Regions from separate parts of the Gossypium hirsutum genome. Here regions 2 and 3 are each linked to region 1. A link is a contact called in public Hi-C data. All regions are on one chromosome and are shown on one strand. Each heading gives the region's core, a stretch centred on a gene start, on an enhancer-like site or on the middle of the called end of the contact. The rest is flanking DNA. Distances are from core to core; before and after follow the strand shown. Region 1 holds the start of LOC107951810 (transcription factor bHLH87). Region 2 holds the start of LOC107951933 (serine/threonine protein phosphatase 2A 55 kDa regulatory subunit B beta isoform). Region 3 has its middle 12 kb from the start of LOC107952367.

Region 1 (4,322 bases), core at 903-3,402:
CTCTTTGAAGAGCTAGAGTTTGTTTCCGATTGTTTCATATTGTTGGTATATTGATCCGAACAACTCTGGGACTCTCCGGATGAGACTGGAGTAGTAGTACTGGTAGTAGCAACAAAATTCCATAAGCTCTTGCAATCAGAGAATATCATTGAGAGCCCATCATCTTCAACTGATGTATCAGTGTTGCTATTAGTAGCTGAGAGCAAGCATTCAAGGGACTCAAGAGAGCTTGCTGTTGTTGTTGTACCACCAACGACAGCGTTTCCATTTGGTAAACCATTGATGACTTGTGAGTGAACCGCCATGCTTCCAATAACAGAAACTGAAGCGTTTGATGAGTTCAAACCATAGGCTGAGCTATTCAACAATGGAGAAGAGCACCATTCTTGTGTTATACCACAAGCTGATGCAGGAACTGGCTGTGGATTAACCATTTCAGATACTATATCTGCATCTGGATTCACAAGGGATGGCTGAGCATCTTGGAGTTCTTGAATTGAATTAACGAAGATATCATCTGGCAGATTCATCTTGTCACCATAAACGGAAGAATTTGAGTTGGAAATTAGGAAACTGTCTTCTACATCATTTGGCTCACTGTTCCAAACAGGCAATGAATTTAATTCATCCCATCCCAAGCCATCCATGGCTGAAACTTTTTTTTCTGAGCCCAAAATAAAATAACTTCAACATATTAATCCAAGGATTGAAAGAAATGCAGATGAATATATAAAGTTGATAGAAATTTGAGTAAAAGTACATACCAAATCCAGATCCTACTGCAGCTGGTTGAGTTTGGCTTCGACAAAAAGACACAAGTGAAAAATATTTGTCGCAATTCTTTTAACAGAGACTAAGTTGGACCAAATCCTCTCTAATTCTTGATCACGAAGCATCAGTCATGGAAACTGAATGATAAACATGAAACCATAAACAAAATCATGCATACGACGAGTTAAGGGAATTAGATTTTTCATCTACCTTAAGCTATTCTGTATATAAACATAGTTGACACACTCAGTAATGTTGTTAAAAGGCATGCATGCTTATATAGATAGGTAAGGGAAAAAAAAACAAAAAAAAGAGAACTAGTTTTATAATCCAACAAATACTTTGTATTAGGACTTAAAATAAAAGAAAAAAAGAATAGCTTAACATAAAATAACATAGTTTCAAAAGTTGAAAAGAGGTGTAATCAGTAATGTGGAGTGTGGAAAAGATAAGGCTTTCTGGGTCAGTTTGGTGGGTGTGTATGGATATATATTTCTGCAGATGGGGAGCATTTGAGATATTAGTGAAGCATATTTAAACTATATAGTTTAATAATATATATATATATATTTCTAGTGCGGGAAATAATCTGACATGACATCCTTTTGGTTGCTCATGGAAATTTAATGTGCACTGTAAAGTTTCAAAAAAAAAAACTGCAGTCAAAACAAGCATCTATTTGACAGTCTCTAATTAATCATGACTGGTATCCCAGTTTCCAGTCTCAACTATGGTACCTACCCACATATCAGAATTAAATGCTCGTTTATAAGGGTGAGGTGAATTTAAACATTTCAGTACAGTGGCATCAATTAAACAGCAGCTACGCTTCATAGATTGCCATTTTGAGTAGTGGGGGACTGCCTGATATATGTTTGCAGGCCAAAGGAAAGGGATAATCAGAGGATCAGAGGCAGAAGATAATAGATATATAGACAGTGCAGAAAGCAAGTTGCTTACAGAATTTTGTCTCTTCAACCATTCTAATATAACATACATATAATATATTTTCATTTCACTTTATTAAATACAGATGGTTGTACTTGCAAGAGGGAAAGCAGAGAAAGAAATAGAATAGAGAAAAGAAAAGAAAAGAGAGTCGTACCCACATGCGCCCCATCATTACAACTCAGTGAATGGGTTCCCCTTTGTATATGCCACTGCCAACCTTTCCCTTATATTGTCAACTATGTGGCGTTTTTCTTCACCAAATCTGCAGATAAGCAGTGAGAATATATACAAGGAAGGAGCATTAAATGAGTGTTTTCAGTAATTAGAAGTAGTTGGTCTTAAATCCTAGAGAGTTTGACGGTTGAACTTGATTTATCCTGTCACAATTACCAAACCATCCATGATCTTATTGAAAGATATGTCGGGTGCCACCTATTCTCAATCTTTTTCATGCTCATTTGGGAGTCCATTATTTTTAACATTTCCTGGGTACTAAAATTTAATTCAAGCAATTCACCTCTGTGCGTTAATCAGGCTGGCCGATGTGTTGAAAATATTAAAATGAAGATAGGTCCACAAGTATTGTTAATGGTGGCCTAATATTTTTGTAATTTATCGGATGGTCCCCCTATCTCTTATCAAAATCCAAATAAATGCCGCTATGATCCTCTCTCCCGCGTTATTTCTGCAAAAATCCTAAACCGTTATGAACACGTGAAGGCAACACTCCGGATCACATGTGGCGCATCATGATTGGGAGCTTCCATAAATGGATAGCCATCTCCCACGTGGGCGAAATCTAAACAGGGGGACTGTGGGGACCATGGAGTATTTCAATCATCCAAGACTCCAACTTTCAACGGTTCAGTTGTGATTTGCGTCTGCATTATTTATCTTTCATCTTCAAAATAAAAAATAAAAAAATAAAGAAGTTACCGGTATAATAATAAATATAATTTTTAAACAATACCCATTCAAATTATAACAATTAGATTATAAATAAAAAATTATGTAATAAATATATTTTAAAAAAATTTACCTTTATACTTTAATAAAATTTTCACTACTATATATAATACATGTTCTTTCAATTTATCCGATTTGTATTCAACCTTTTAGTACTTAAATTTAATAGTGTTAAACTCTAACATGTACTAACATGGTGGACCCAAGGAAAATGCTGAATGGTATAGAAGAGGGACTTGTATTAAAATTTCCCTTTTTTAAACCTAACATATTAAATAAAACATAAATAAAATAAAACAAAATAAATATTTTTAATAAAATTCAATGAAATTGTGACATGTTTTAACAAAAGTTAATTCCCTTCTAATATATTTTTAAATTTCCATAATTAAAATAAATAAATAAATTTAATTAATTACTTGCGTAAATTATACAAATGGTCATACAACAATGCTCGCCTTCTTGTTTTGGTCACCTGTAGTTGAATTGATAATGAAAAGCCTTATTCTAACTGGTATGCTAACACATTTAGTTCACAATACTTACATGTTTTATTAATTTGATCCTAATTCTAAATAATTAAAAAAAATTAACCCTTCATATTTACAAATTCTATCAAAATGATCCTTAAACTTTCTAACCAAAGCTTTCAGCTTTTAAAATAGAGGCATCCCACATTTATAAATTTGTAAAACCCAAAATAGAGGCATCCCTAGTTGAGAAAATTTCTTTTCTTTTTGGGTTTTACAAATTTATGGATGTGGGATGCCTCTATTTTAAACGGTGAAAGCTTTGGTTTGAAAGTTTGAGGATCAAATTGATAAAATATGTAAGTATTGTGAACTAAATGTGTTACTATACCAATTAAATAAGGCTTTTAGTTATCAATTCAACGACGGGGGACCAAAAGAGGAATGAATTCAAATAGTAGCGCCTAAATTTTAATTTTTTAAAGTTAGGTGACCAAAAGAGAGAAACAGGCATAGTTTGGTGACCATTTGTATAGCCTACCCTAATTACTTTTACATTTTAATTGTTAATTAAAAAAATTTTCTTCGTCGTGGTGTCCCTTTCTCTTCCTCTTCTATTTTTTTTTTGTCAAAACCCTAGTTGCACTTTATCATCATGTCTGTCGATGAATCGACGATTAGGGACCTCCAACAAATAACCCAAAAATCTCATTCTCTTCTAATAAAACTTTTTTTTTCAAAATCAGCACCAAAACTTTCCTCAAGAATTCTCTAACTTTTGGTCCTTCAATCCGCTTTTGTGATTTTGATCGTCAAAGAGATAAATTTCAATATATGTTCCTTCTCGCCTTGAGTGTAACAACTCAATTTTAGAAAATGTTGGAAAATATAGTTTTGAAACTCAATTCCGTAAACTGAGTCAGTGAAAATATGAATAGAAGGATTTACGAAATTAGTATGAAAATATATTAGTAAACAGTCACGTAATTTAATCAAGAAAACCATTAATTAAAGTAAAGAGACTAAAATTGTTATAGTTCAGTCGCTATTGAATTTTAATTTATAAAAATGCATATGGACCCAACTAGCAATTAGCCAAGGGACCAAATTGTTATTTAACCATCAATGTGAGGAATTAGTGGATGTTGATATTCATCCACTTAC
Region 2 (4,322 bases), core at 938-3,437, 400 kb after region 1:
TATAAAATTGCAATCCACGAAAAAAAACAAGGTAATATATGAACAGAAACAATGGTAGCAGAACCTACATCCTTTGTATCTGTCCTCTCAAAGAGAACAACACGGCCCCCACGGTCACCAGTGGCAAGATGATCCCCAGTTTTATCAAATTCAATAGCAGAAATAATATCAACTGCAGGAGCACAAAAAATTTCTTAACAATAGAATTGTACTGCAGTAAGAGCAATAATAAAATTTTATCAAAACTTTGTACATAGAAACTACATTGACTGGAAAAGAGAAAAAGGCACAAATTTATTTTTCTTTCAATGCACACAACTCTTGGTCTCTACTCTCGACATAATTTTTATTTTCCACACGACATCTTTCTCTCTAAGGCAAAAAAGCAGGTTAACATTTGATGAATATAAACTATTTTTGCCACGACATAACAAGAATGATCCACAGCGTTGTAATGCATATTCTCATCGCCCTTGCATCATTATTATTCTACCAAGCTTAGAAAAATGTCATTGTGGCGATAACAAGCTTAATTTGGAGAGACAAGAAGAATAAAAAGAGAGCTACTGAACAGCTAGTGAGAAAGTCCAAGATAGTTCCTTTCCAAAAAACAAAAAAAGAAAAAAATCCTAGCCAGAGACTATGATTAATTGCCTCTCCAGAACTCAAAATAGAATTTTGCAATGATTAGCTATGCTTGAGTTATTGCATATAGAAAATAGTTATCAATTCAACCAGAGTCAACAGAAATGTTTCTGAAAGCTATCCATATCTCACTAATCCAACCCGAACTATTACCATGCATACTTTGATGTTTCTGAAAACCTAAGGCCACTAGTCATCTGTTTCAGTAGCATGCTTCAAAGTTTACCCACATTATACTTACACAGGATTGAATTCAAATTGTTAAGCCAAGTTTCAGTATTGAGTACTAAATTGATCAATAAAAATTTGAAGTAGTATCTAAACAGCCAAATATCTACCAATCACAGAATTATTTCTTTCCTAGCAGCAGCACACAATCTTGCATCAATCAACTCATAATCTAACCCATTTTCTGACTGTCCCACTTACTAAGAAGTTTACCATACCATAACATAACCGATTCATATTAGAAATAAACCACCACCAAATAAAGCTAGGAATCTGAACCCCCATCATATAAATGGTATACCCGTGCCACATCAATGCTGTCATTCATCCATGAGTTATGATTTGTGCCATAAACTCATGAAACATTGTCTATCTCCATCTTAACAAAGTGATAATACCCAGATTCCAATTTCAATTCAAATCTCAAAACTGTTAATCAATTGCCATGCACTAAAACCCCAAAACCAGAAGAAAAGTACATAAATTATTAAAATCAAAACGATTACCAGAAACACACAAAGAAGGCACAACTTTTTGTGCATGCACCATCACTAACTTCACCATCTTCACTTCCACACTATCTTATTTCTAACAAAATACCCAGATATTATTCCAAGCATTATTTGGAACCAAAAGAAAGCAAAAACCTTACAAAAAAAAAAGTCACAATTTCTCATACCCATTAACCTAAACAATAATTACTCAATATCCCATGATCCCAAATAGATCCAAAGCACCAAAATAAACCCTAGTTCTAAAAAGACCTACAAATTACCGATTGGATCCAGAAACAATAATAATTTACCTTCTTGAACTTCTTCTCCAGCGGTTCTTTCACCAAAAACCTGAGAGAATTTCCAATCCAACGGTTGTGGCGGTCCTGCCAGAGCTGCGACCACCTCATCGCCTCCGTGCATTTCTCTCTCTTTCTTTTTTTGGGTTTGCCTTTCTGCCTGTAATTTCACTGTCTAATAATCAATCACGAAAATTGAAAACCAAACGGCCTAGATTCAACCACACTCCCAAAATCAAATTGAAGATCGCATCTTGAGTTAGCTATTTTTGTTCTCTCTTCCTTGTTAAACTCGAAAGGGGTAAAATTTGAAATATTTGTTTCGATTTCTATAATTCAACCATTGACAATAACCCAAAGAAAAACAAACAACAGACACCCAAATTTTCTCCCTCTTCCTGAGAAGAAATATATATTCCTATCTTTTTCTCTTTGCGAAGGAGAATTTTGGATTTTTAGGAATTTTTTTTTTCTTAAAAGGACTGAAATGACTGAGCAGGGAAAATAGAATTCTCTCTCAATAATGCAAGCTTCTTTTTCTCTATTTAATATTTTTTGTGTATATGCTAGCGTTACATACTGTCATGTTTTCCACTTTGACTGTGGGTTTTGATTGAGTGATTCAGTAAAGAGGCGCCGTTTGATCGAGGGAGGACGGGTATTAGTACAAGTGAAATTTTAGGAGTCCAGTGAGTGAGACTTGTGAATTGTTTATTCTCTAATTATACGGTTTCATCGAGCTAAGTTGATTCTTTTGAAGGTTTAAATTTGTCAAAAGTCCTCTATTCTTTCACAATTTAAAATTTAATCCTTGAGATATTTTTTTTGATATTTTCATTGATTTAAAATTCTTGCTCCTTCCATCCAATTTTGCTGTTGAAAAACTTTTATAGTACTTAAAACATTTTATATTCGTTTATCGATTTGGCCCTTAATTTTAAAAATACATAAAACATTCTAAAAAAATTAAGAAATATCTTTTTACATATTTTCAATTAAAAATTATATTTTATAAAATTATGAAATATTAAAAAATATTTAAAATTAAAAAAAATCATTTAATTTAGTTATAATATATATAATTTGAAGTAAATGGCAATATCATTGATTAAAGAAAGCACAAGAGAGTAGCCAGCGAAAAATGGACAATAAAACTAACCCAGACCACCAGGCCCTCCCCTTACACCCATACGCCCATCCTAATATCCATCATTTGTAAAATGTGGAACTGAATCTCAAATATGCAGATGAGCAGAAAATAAAACTACTCTAGTCAACTCGTGAACCCAATTAAAAATCACATAACTAAATTGATTCTTAAGGCTAATACAATCCCCACAAATACACTATATAAATTTCCATAAAAAAATTATTACCTTTGAATTTTGTCAAATGAGGTTTCTCTTCCAATAGCCACCCATTTGATTGCTAAAAGATTAAATAAAAAGAAGAGTTAAGGCATATATGGTTATATACTACATAATTCTCTTTGCAAACTACATTAACCTATAACCCATGGAATGATGTTATGGTCTTTTACATTTGGAGAAGCAAAAACCAATGGTAATTACTAGTTTCTGTCTACCTCATAAATTATATGACATTTACATAACAATAGAAGAATATTATGCTAATCAACAACCATAAAGGGATTGGTAGTAACAACAAACCATTAACATCCTTAAAATTTAGTAACCAGTGACATGAATACCAACAGGTGGCCTGAATTGAAAGGCATAACTTTTTATTTTAAAATTTTTATTTTTGAATGAGTTTCTAATTATTCAGTAATTTTTAATATTATAGAAAAAATATATTTATTGAAAATATAAAAACAAATATTTATCATTCATTTGTTTTACAATATTATGTATTTTTAAATAATAGGGGTTAAATTGATAAAAAAAAAAACTATAAGCTATAAAAGTTATCTTTGCCTTATTTTTCATGATTGTCATGTCTACAACTAAAGGCAAAGTTAGATGGAAGTTCGTAAAAGCATCAAAATTTTTAAATAAAAATATATAGAAAGGGATTTAATGTTTCAAAATTAAACTACATATATTAAAATTTAAATGTTAAATGAGTATAGAAATTTTTATATTTTTCAAAATAAAATATTTATTTTCTAATACTGATTATTTCTTGAAATTTTATATTTTATTTTCTTGAAATTTTTAACATTTAAAATTTAAATGTTAAATGAGTATAGAATTTTTATTTTTTTGAACAGTCATTTCGTTTCGTCGATGAAAAGAAATATGAAGCAGATTGGATTTAAAATATCGTATAAGACATTGATCTAAAATAAAGCCAATGACTTTTACAAGATGAAGAAAACTCGGAGGCTAGTGATCTGAAGCACCAATGTCTAAAGGCAAGGATCTGACAAGCTTTCAACACAACTAACCACGTCAATTTTGGTTTCTTTTTTATTTTACCTGTGCGAGGAGGCACTCCTTTTTTAGGGTGTATTTAGAATTATTTTTTTATTTTAGGTAAGTAATGTATTTAGTATTGTTTTTAAGAAATATTTTTAAGATAAAAGTATTGTTAAAAATTTTAGTTTCTTCCCAAAATTTTTTTTCTTAAATGCATTTTTAAAATTTATTCCTAAACTAAGGGCTTGTTCTGTAGTACTTAAAAAAAGCATTTC
Region 3 (4,322 bases), core at 743-3,242, 270 kb before region 1:
TAAAACACCCAAACCCTAATTCCCAAATTCACATGCCTATGTGCCCAAGGGACACGATTGTGTGAATGTCGACTAATTTCCCCAAATTAGCCACACGGCTACATGGCCAGGCAGTATGGTAGCTAATCTTGCCTAAAAATCCTAATTCCTAATTCCACACGGCCGTATGAAAATGCACACGCCCGTTTGGCCACCCGTGTGGTCATGAAACCACACCGGAACAGGCCGAAATTGTCGTTTTAGCCATCAAATCAGTCCCTAACCTTTGCTATAACAAAACTATAACGAAATACGCAGTATTCTCCATAGTTCCTCAACAACTAAATACCCAAAATCAATGGTTTAGAGCACATACAAGAATTGTCAAATCAACAATTCACAAATAAATTAGATAAGGTTCGAATCCCGCACCTGATTCATAATCAAAATGCCTCGAGCTCAATCAACACACGTCGATAACCTCAATACGAATCTGAAGCTTTTTTCGACCAAAAAATATGTAAACGAACCGATGCAACAAAAACAATCCAAGAAGAAAATGAAAGAAAATTGATTGTGCGAAAAAGAATTAAGAAAAGAAGAAGAAGAAGAAGAGCAAAAGAAAAAAAAAGTGTGACGGAGGAAAAAGAGAACGTGAAAAATGAAAAAGAAAATTTTACTTCCTTTTCCCAAAATAATAAAAATACAATTAAAAATAAATAAGTAAATATTTTTAATTTAAAAAAAAATTGAAGTTGCATAAAAAAAATTTCTCAAAACACACACAAGGACTCGAACCCAATTTTCTGATCTAGCCACTAACCCTACTTATAAATCTCAAAACTCCTAACCCTAAAATTAGGGGTGTTACAAAAATAAACTTAAATTAAAATTTTATGAATTAGTCATTGAGTCAAAAAGAGAGAAAAAAGTTAGTATGAAAGTTTTTATGGAAAGATAGAAAAAAAACAATATACATCATAGACAAAAACCATTTTGATACTGGGACTTAGAACAACAATAGAAAGATAAGAAAATAGGTTTTATTTTTGTCAAGTCTATTTTTTGGACCTATATTTTTATTCAAACCCTTCCATTTTTTGAGTAAGGTTTCGAGCATGAACGAATAATCCGATCCATGATCAACTCCAATCTTGTACATGGACTCATCTTTAGTTAGGTTGATTTGTTTTTACTTTTGAAATAATAAATGTACATGTTTCTGGTAGACAAAAAAAAATCTTTAAAAAGCCCTCTAACATGTTTTTCTAGTTACAAATCAAAATAAAAATCATAAAAATATTGAATATTCAGGCATGGATTAAAAATTTTTAGTAAATAAAATAAATAATAATTTACCCAAATCAAATGTTTGAGAAAATACAAATAACTTATAAAACTTATGTGTAAAATCCTTGAGCCAATTTTATGATAAACAAATTTCACGGACTTAAATTATTAATAATAAAGTTAAATGGATTAAATTAAAGTTTTATAATGTATATGAAAATAGATGTTATGTTTGGTGATTTAATTTGTAAATTATTTGTTTTTTAAATATTAAATATGGTATCAAGGGTAGATCTTTATGGAGCTTAAGGGGCCTTGACTCTTCAAAATTTTGAGAAACTTTAATTTATTTAATTTTTTTTTGAACTTTTTAGATGACTTTAAGGCCTCTCAAAACTTAATCTCAAAAAATGCCATTGTATGACATATTGATTTGAATCCATATAAATGTAGAATTTTTTTTATTTCTCATGTTTCATTTTTTTTAAAGGAAAAACGACCCAAAGGTCAACCTTATCATTTTTTCTATAATATTTGCCATAAATCTCAATAACCCTATCCCTTTTTCACCGCCTGTTGTTGTGGTCCCAAAGATCTTTGACTTTTCTTTCATCATTAGTAAAAGTGGACCGACAAACCGACTCACCTTTGATGCCTTCAACCCCCCAATGATCCCGCCTAATATCAATCGTGACACCGTCGCCCACTTGCTATATAAAGCCGTCCTTTAACACTTCAATCGCCTTAGCAATACTCGCCCAGGTGAAAGACAGTTTATCACATTGTTTGTATCTGAACACGTCACCATCCGAGAAATATTTGGCACTTAACACTTTAAAACATAAAGCATCCTTTTGAGTCATAAGTCTCCAAACTTGTTTACCTAATAATGCCAAGTTAAACAGATGTAAATCTTGAAAGCCCATACCTCCCATTCCCTTTGGGTAACAAAGCCTATTCCAAGCCATCATAGCCCAGCCACGAGTCTTGTCATTATTAGTCCACCACATCCAATCCATTTGTGAATAAAGGTCCTCAATAATGCCTTTTGGGGCCAGAAAGACTGAGAAAGCATAAGTCGAAATAGCCTGAATAATGGCTTTCATGAAAACCTCTTTCCTTCCGTAAGATAGCTAGCGTTTTGACCAATGTTTATTCTGCAACTGCATTGATTAATAATGTTAGTAAAAGCTAATGATTTTTTTCTACTAACAGGTAACGGTAACCTTAGGTAGCTTATCAACAATACGCAAGCCAATCATAAAACTAAGTAGTTGCCTTTGGGCCAACGGGGTTTTCAGGCTAAACATAATCATAGATTTGTCCTTATTTACCTCTTGGCCCGAATCATAATTAAAATTTGCAATAATATTAACAATTCCTCCGCATCCCTTTTTCTATTACGAATAAAAAAAGAGTGCGTTGTTGACAAAAAAAAGATGATTAATACGAGACCCATTTATGCTAGCCTGAATTCCCTTAAGCATATTGTTTTTTTAGCACGAATTAACAGCTTTGAAAACGCTTCCATGCAAAATAAAAATAGGTAAGCAGAAAGAGGATCCCCTAATTGTCTCGGATAGGGTATAATTGCATTTGACAACATAATGGACCGATCGAATGCATCTCATTATTTTAGTCACCCAATCATTTGCGTAGCCCATTTTTTTCATACCTCTTCAATAAAAGTCCACTCCACCCGATCGTATGCTTTGCTCATATTAAGCTTAATTACAAAACCTTTGTTAGGCCCATTCTTTGCACTTTGGAGATAATGGACTAGCTCATGGGCAATTAAAATGTTGTCGTGGATCATCCTCCCCGGAACAAAGGTGCTCTGATTTTGGCTAATGCATAACGGGAGTGTCTCCTTCAGACGATTTGGAAGCAATTTGGCGACGATTTTGTACACTACCCTACAAAAACTGATCGGCCTAAAATTAGTCATATCCACATGCTCTTTAGTTTTAGGAATTAAAACAATAATAGTGTCATTTAAACAATCCACATTTTTCACACCCCTAAGAATATCATGACACAACTTAATAATATCCTCCCCCACCACTTCCCAGTTTTCTCTAAAAAATTCCCTGACAAACCGTCAATTCGCAGGGCTTTCCTAGGATCCATTTCACTAAAAGCTTCCTTAATTTCGTTATCTGTAAAATTCTTCAGCAGTCTGTCATTAACCTCCCTTGAAATACATCTCTCTACATAGTCAAGGTTTAGCACAGTATTAGAATTTAAATTTGACTAGAATAAATTTTGAAAATACTCACTGATCGCCTTACATATATCCGCTGTGTTCTCTCTCCAGTATCCATTCATATCTTTAGGTCTAGCAATGTTGTTGTTTTTTTCTTTCTATTCGTGGCTCTAATGTGAAAAAACCGAGTATTCTTGTCCCCCTCTAACCAATTGATCCTAGACCGTTGAGCCCAATACTTCTCCTTTTTATCCAACAGATTACCAAGCTTCAATCTCATAGCTTTAAGCTTTTTTCCCACGTAAATGCTACCCTGGCTATCAATGATTTTGTTTATATTCGCCTGCAGGGTACCAAACACATTTTAATATTATTATTATTGAAAATAATTTTTAATTTTTATTTATCAAACATGTTTTTTAATTTTCAAAAAATAGAAAATAAAAAATATTTTTTAAAATACGAAATTAAAAAATAGAAAAAATTCAGAAACGAAACGGAATAAGAACTTTTTGGAAAATCACCAAACAATAAATAAATAAAAAGAAATTTGTAGATTTCTGGAAAAATCATTCTCTTAATATCAATAAATGTACCCTAAAAATTCAATCGTAATAATACACTTTTGAAATTTGAAATTTGAAAATATTTTAGAAATGTTGTTGTGAGAGATGACAGACAAACTGTAGCTCCAACGCGGGGGACATCAATTATGTTTGAAAAATGTTTAATAATTGCCTCTCCAACTTTTAAAATAAATTATTTAATTTTGAATTTATATTTTCCTATTGAAATTTTTTAAAACGAATGGAAAAATTAATTCTGTTAATGTGCATTGTTATGTAGA

The links. Hi-C and Micro-C count contacts between places; a contact is called where the count stands out from the background.
Region 2: a contact with region 1 is called in a Hi-C map of leaf, with 2.2 times the contacts expected there. The contact joins the promoter of LOC107951933 here to the promoter of LOC107951810 in region 1. A contact is called at or near these places in 2 of 34 Hi-C or Micro-C datasets (both in leaf).
Region 3: a contact with region 1 is called in a Hi-C map of leaf, with 2.2 times the contacts expected there. The contact joins the enhancer-like site here to the promoter of LOC107951810 in region 1. A contact is called at or near these places in 2 of 34 Hi-C or Micro-C datasets (both in leaf).

What each region holds. Positions count from the first base shown.
Region 1 is chrA02:82,993,150-82,997,471 of Gossypium_hirsutum_v2.1, reverse strand. It overlaps LOC107951810 (transcription factor bHLH87), which reads right to left and starts at 2,152. Exons shown (of 4, transcript XR_001698621.2): 1 at 1,877-2,152; 2 at 765-908; 3 at 1-664.
Region 2 is chrA02:82,597,837-82,602,158 of Gossypium_hirsutum_v2.1, reverse strand. It overlaps LOC107951933 (serine/threonine protein phosphatase 2A 55 kDa regulatory subunit B beta isoform), which reads right to left and starts at 2,187. Exons shown (of 14, transcript XM_016887119.2): 1 at 1,679-2,187; 2 at 69-172. The coding sequence starts at 1,790.
Region 3 is chrA02:83,260,166-83,264,487 of Gossypium_hirsutum_v2.1, reverse strand. No RefSeq gene overlaps it. Among protein-coding and RNA genes, the nearest start is that of LOC107952367, 12 kb to the right of the region's middle. Within about 2 kb of position 1,992, at least 5 of the 9 cell types and tissues checked have an H3K27ac peak or open chromatin away from gene starts, as enhancers often do. A contact at or near this core is called in leaf, where this site is marked.